2 separate regions of the Mus musculus genome follow, and region 1 is linked to region 2. A link is a contact called in public Hi-C data. All regions are on one chromosome and are shown on one strand. Each heading gives the region's core, a stretch centred on a gene start, on an enhancer-like site or on the middle of the called end of the contact. The rest is flanking DNA. Distances are from core to core; before and after follow the strand shown.

Region 1 (3,033 bases), core at 106-2,605, 77 kb before region 2:
GCAAAGACAGCAGGAAAGCCCAGCTCTCTCCCCAGGCAGGTGCAGCCAGAAGAGTCCTCCAGAGGGGGAAAAAAATGTCAACAAGTTGGGTCACATGTCTGCCAATGGCTTTGTCCCACAGAGGAACTGTTTTTAGATGTCTATCTTGGCATAGCCACTGGGAACCAATTGCAGATGTTGGAGGTGAAGTCATCTCTCTCCACCTGCGCAGGTTCTAGTAAGAAGGACTCATGCAGCTAGGACCCAGGTAACTCAGAGTGACAGGTGGCCTTTAGTTATATTCACCCAAACTTTGAGTTTCCAAGAAAGGAAACCAAATGGGACCTGAAACCAGTACTCACCCATCTGCCACTGAGTAAAGTTGCCTAGCACAGTACTGCAGACGGGTACTAGTGGCACACATTACTGCTTGGACTCTGGAGGATGGAATCTAAGACCAAGAGTCTGGGTGATCAGCACGTGGCGAGGACATTCTTCCTGGCTTGCAGATGCCCACTTCTCGTTAACCTTACAGTGCTCATGTGTGGAGAGGTGGGAAGAGAGAAATGCTCCAATCTCTTCTTATAGAGCCACGATGCCCACTTGACCCTGGAAACCCCTTTCCAACCCCATTGAATTTTAATGGCTTCCTTGAGGGCTCAGTCTCCAAATACAGTCATGCCAGGTGTTAAAATTTCAACATGGGAATCTGGGGTAGGGGAATTCTGCACACCTCACATGTGGGCTGGATCATGCTGACCTTCTAACACAAGCAGAAAACAACACAGACCTCAAGCCAAAGCCTGGGTTTGAGCTAAATACTTACAAAGGCTTAAGTGCCATGTCCTCTGTCCCTATGCCCTGTTCTCATGCCCCTGGGACTCAGTCACCAGTCTGAAGAGCACCAGCTCCAGGTCAGGCTGCAAATGGCTCTCTGGTATAAGTGTCTGGTTGATCAGAGCATCTCCAGGGGACGGGCAGAGGATCCCCACTTTCTACAGTGAAATCTGAAGCAGGAAGGGGTGGCAGCGAGGCCTGGCTGCTAAGTGGCAGGATTGGAATTTGATCCTAATCAATGTCGCTTTCTCGTTCCAACAACACACTCCCAGTGTGAAGCCTGTGATAGACAGACCAAGCTTAGCAGGCCAGGAAATCTCAGCTCAGTGAGAGGCTCAAAGCAAGAAGGGAAGTGAGGTGGGGGATGCACAGAGACTGCTGGTGTAGGGTTTGGAAAGAAAGCAACCTGGGGAATGTCCCAGAGCCCTGGATAAGATCAAGAGTTGGCTGGGAAAAACAGTGGGAGATGGGGCAGGGTGTATGCGGATGACAGGGTGGTAGGAACTAGCCCGGGTTTGAGCAGTGACCCATGGAGAGCCCTGCAATGCTGGAGTCTTAGGCCAAAGTCCAGAGTCTTGCCAGAGGAGGCCAAAGAGACAGGCCGGGCCTTTTGTGTGCCAGCTCAGTGAGAGATGTGTCCTGAGAACACCATGGTTCTGGAGGTACCACTGGCAGCCAGAGTGTAGATTTTAAACGGAACTAACCAGAGAGCTCCTGAGAAGATTAGGATGGAAAGGGCAAGGCCTAGACCCATAAGGGGCAGTGGGCAGATAAGGCAGGGAGGGGCCTGGCGGAGGAGAGATGGCTGAGACTGAGATATGCAGGGATGTGGTCCCAGAGAGACCAAAGAACCAAGGGTGTTCTCTCGCCACTGGTGTAAGCCATAGGGGTTTCCCCAGAGCAGGAACAGCAGATGCCAGCAAGGCAGGGCCAACTTCAGGCCATGCAGATGTCTGCTCCAACCCCTCCACCCCGGGCTTAACTGCAAAGCCTTGGGCAACATCTCATCCCCATCTCTATACCAGACAGAGCTGTGAGGAAGCCCCGAAGAGTGGTGTGCACAATGTCTGGCACTCCGGTGTCAGACACTGCTATTTATACCAGACACATAGATGTGTTTCTTCTTTGGAATGTGAACATATTCTTCAGGTCCCATCCGGAGAGAATGTCCCCACTCCGAGCCTACCTATAAACATTCCTGATGCCTCTAACTCCATTGCGTGTTAGGGGACCTCTTGGCTTTCAATAACAGACTCTTGGTTCACCAAGCTTCCCTGGATGCGTCGGGAACCCCCATCCCTGTCCCCAGCTCTGGTTCACTGGGGACCACTTCTTATACCTCCTCTCCAGGACAGAGGTCCTCCAACCAGAACAGCATGGCTACTCCCTCGCTAGTTGCTGAAACAGGGCTAGCATGAGGTGCTTGGCAAGTGTGTACTCACTGAGCACGAGTTGCCAAGTTTGCCCGGGGCTGATGACTTACGTACGAGTTTCAGTTTATTCCTCCAGTAGCCTACCAGAGGTGGATTTTTAAACTGATAAACACACCTGTGTTTAGCACAGAAAGAGAGTTCGCCCTGCTCCCTAGTACTGGTCCGGGAACAGTAAGCTTTATGGGCAAAGGAGCAAATTGACGTCTCCCAGGGAGTCGCTTCTGCTCCTGAGGAAGGAAGGCGCACTGTCTCGTTAAGCCCTTTGCTCCAGGAGGTAGTAGTATTATCCCCATTTTACAGACAAACAGACACACTGTAAGTCCGGTCTGTGGAGCGCCTATATGCCTTTGAGCCCAGGAAAGCACTGATGTTTATCCTAGAAACTAGGAAGGTTGGTTTGAGGAATGCTTAAAAATAGGCATTTTCCTATTATATTTTCCCACCCTTAGAACAGGTATTATGATGCAGTGGAGGGGGAAAAAAAAACACATGGTGACTCCGTTCCTAGCAAAATGTCATTTGTCCCCTTCACCCTGACATCAGCAAAGCCCACGAGGATAAAGACAGGCAGACAGAGACAGAAACGCCCCCCCCACCCCCCCACCCCCCACCACCCCCCACCCCCGTCACACTGGTTTCCTTTCCACACAGGCTGCAGCTCGGGTGGGTTTGGGGGTGCTGAGCTGCCTGCTGTAAAATCAAGGGCAAGCTGGAGAGCTGCATCTTCTCTTTGAAACAAGCCCTTGTTCTGACAGTATCTCATCCCCTGCTTCATGCTACAGAC
Region 2 (2,814 bases), core at 30-2,529:
ACACACCACACACACTCAAATAAACTGAAGGGCATTTGATTGACCTCTACAGGGGGAGGGGGCTGGGAGAAGTTCCAGCACACCACAGGAGCACCTGTTGGGTGGAACGCAGGCCTCCAGCCATGTTAAACTGAAGGTATGACTTAAAAACAAAGCATGCCAGGTGTGGTGCATGCCTTAAATCCCAGCACTCTGGGAGGCAGAGGCAGGTGGATCTCTGTGAATTCAAAGCCAGCCTGGTCTACATAGTGAGCTGCTGAATCACCAGGGTTGAGTGTCCTCTAACACTCTGGATGACATTGGGCAGGGATTCGTGGGAACTCCCCCATCTCTCCTGCATGGATAAGAGAGATATTCGTTAAGTGCAGACTTCGCAGTCGGGAGGCAGAGGGTGAGAGGTGTGGATGTGTTTCCTGTGCCTGTAGAATTGAGTACTGACCACGAAGGTCCAAGTGCAGATAGAAAGTAGGACCGAGGCCCAGAGGTCTTCAGCATGGCGGGCAACTGGGGTTGACAGTGACTTGTTACCTATTTTATAAAGAACCAGAGTAGGAAGTTAGAAGATTCTCAACACAAAGAAGGATAACTGTTAAGGACCTAAGAATGCTGATTTGGTCACTGTAGGTTATATGAATGTTAAATTATCATACCATATCCCATACATGTATATAATGATGAGACGTTGATTCAATATTTTATTACGTTTCTTTAAAAACCTTTTAAAAAGAGATAATCATGTGGATCTCAGAAATAGTAAAATATAACACAACAGGGAAATCTCTCCAGCAGCTAGGCCTGGCCAATCCAACCCAGCCCAATCAATGAATGTTCCAGCCAGGTATATAATACAGTAGGGATCCTGCACAGAGTACTCTGGGGACTACCGAGGCCTCACTAGTTCCCAACTGCCCATGTGACTCTTACAGTTTCTAGCAAAGAACATAGACTAAGACTCTGAAATGGTCAGTTCCCTGAACAAATACATGGTGATGGGCTGGAAGACATTCTTCAAGAAGTAAAACTGAGCAAGCCCCCGGGTGGGGGGAGCTAGAGAAGAGAGCTTGAGTCCTGCTGAGCCTGAGTGCCTGCTTCTCATTGCCCTGGAGAAGGAAGCCTCAGCCAATTGGCACTATACAATGACAGTTTAGCCAGGCTCTTCTGTTACAGAGATTGACTCAGAAAGACAGAGGATGGAGCCCAGGGCAACCCCCAAGCCTCTCCCCTCACTGCTCATAACATGAGGGTGTAATGACTGTCCTCTGGCTTGTTTTGGTTTTGGTTTTGGTTTAGAGCTGGCCGGTTGTGTAACCCCAGGGACCCTGAGACTTTGTGCTAGCCAAAGCCATGCTCTCACCATGCCAGCTTTCCTTTGCTGGCCACAGGAGGAGTTTTTAGGTCCTTACTGATGCTCCTATCTCCTGGGTAGTTTATTTTGGCTCTGATCATTAACCGTACCTGAACATAAAATTACCCAGAACAGAAAACGCCTTTGTGCCTCTCCAGACATCATCCTTCCTCCTGGAGTGCTGGAACTGTAGCCTCAGGAGGAAATACTGGAATAGCAGGGCTCTGCTCACTCCTTGGGCTTCCCGATGAGGCAGGGTTCTGCTACATTCTAGCTGAGGCACAGAGCTGGGCCAGTCAGTGGGGATTATAAAGCTTTCTGGAAAATATAGAGACATATCAGCACTTAATCTGGCATCAGCCCACCAGGTTTGTCATCCAAACTAGTCTGGAAACTGAGGTATGGAGATCCCAAGTTCAGTACCAAGCTGGGCTCCAAGCCAGCCTGGGCAACTTGATGAGACCCTGTCTGAAAAGACAGTGAAAAGGAAAACCGGTGACGCTCTGGATGAGCATACTGGCTCCAGATTTAATTCCTAGCCCCTGATCTCTAAATACTTCTGAATGCTCACCATGAATTGGTGGTCTTGATTTCTCCAAAGCCCCCTATTACCTGTGAGCCCAAATAAACTCTTCATATTGTCAAGTATCCCACAGGAAGGAGATAAGTAACAGCTCGAACAGGCTTCCTTCTGGTCACATGAGGCGATGAGAAAGATCTATGTCCTCAGATTATCTGAGCTGACTCCAAGGGAAGGATGCAGAGAGAAGGGACTGTCCTCAGACTCTCCAAGGGGGCTGTCACTTTTCTATGTGCACACTGGCTTCCGTGGGACAACAGCTCCAAAGTTGAACTCTCAAGTCCTACTCAGAAAAGGCCAGCAGTCCCCTGGAAATGGGCTTCCTTCCAGAGTGAGGAGTGGGTGGCTCCTCTCACCTGTGAACTCCTGTCAATCAAGGGGCTCAAACACAGCAGCGTGCAGAGTTGAAATGCCAGCATCCAGGGAATCCTGGAGCCTCCCCCAAGAAATCAAAAGCCCTAACAAAGTTCTGCTTTCTGCAAACTGGAACCTTCCTCATTCTGGTGGAAGCCTGCCTCAGACCTTCAGGCTGAGATGCAGAAGCAACCCCTCAGCTTAATCTTGTGGGCTACTTGCTCCTGGAACACACCAGGGCTACAGAGTCTACAAAGCCGAACCTCCAGCCCCGCCATCTTAGCGCCAACAGTGACTGGACTCGTGGATGTTTCTCAGGACAGAGACCTGGCCTTCCTCATATTTATACAATCGAGTTGGTCGACTGCAAAGAGGCTTTTCTGAGGTGTGTTGGAGAGGGTGTACCTCCCCAGTTAGCCACTTTGCAGACATATGGCCCACTATGCCACCAGTTACAAAGTGATTACTGGAGCAGCCCAAACAGATTTTTGTTTTGTTTTGTTTTGTTTTGGGGTTTTTTTTTTTGTTGTTGTTG

What was found. Hi-C and Micro-C count contacts between places; a contact is called where the count stands out from the background.
Region 1: a Hi-C map of liver shows a contact between it and region 2, with 1.8 times the contacts expected there. The contact joins two enhancer-like sites. A contact is called at or near these places in 1 of 15 datasets of contacts at CTCF or cohesin (the NIH/3T3 cell line), 10 of 484 Hi-C or Micro-C datasets (bone marrow-derived dendritic cells, bone marrow-derived macrophages, conventional dendritic cells and 2 more) and 4 of 115 datasets of contacts at active chromatin or transcription factors (CD8 T cells, bone marrow-derived dendritic cells, liver and 1 more).

The regions. Positions count from the first base shown.
Region 1 is chr12:25,218,978-25,222,010 of GRCm38.p6, reverse strand. The region is part of intron 7 of Gm36287 (a long non-coding RNA gene); the gene reads right to left. Among named protein-coding and RNA genes, the nearest start is that of Gm36441, 11 kb to the right of the region's middle. Within about 2 kb of position 1,355, at least 22 of the 459 cell types and tissues checked have an H3K27ac peak or open chromatin away from gene starts, as enhancers often do. A contact at or near this core is called in liver, where this site is marked.
Region 2 is chr12:25,142,101-25,144,914 of GRCm38.p6, reverse strand. It overlaps Gm36287 (a long non-coding RNA gene), which reads right to left. Exons shown (of 9, transcript XR_003950180.1): 3 at 1,456-1,663; 4 at 1-528. Among named protein-coding and RNA genes, the nearest start is that of Gm36287, 4.0 kb to the right of the region's middle. Within about 2 kb of position 1,279, at least 54 of the 459 cell types and tissues checked have an H3K27ac peak or open chromatin away from gene starts, as enhancers often do. A contact at or near this core is called in liver, where this site is marked.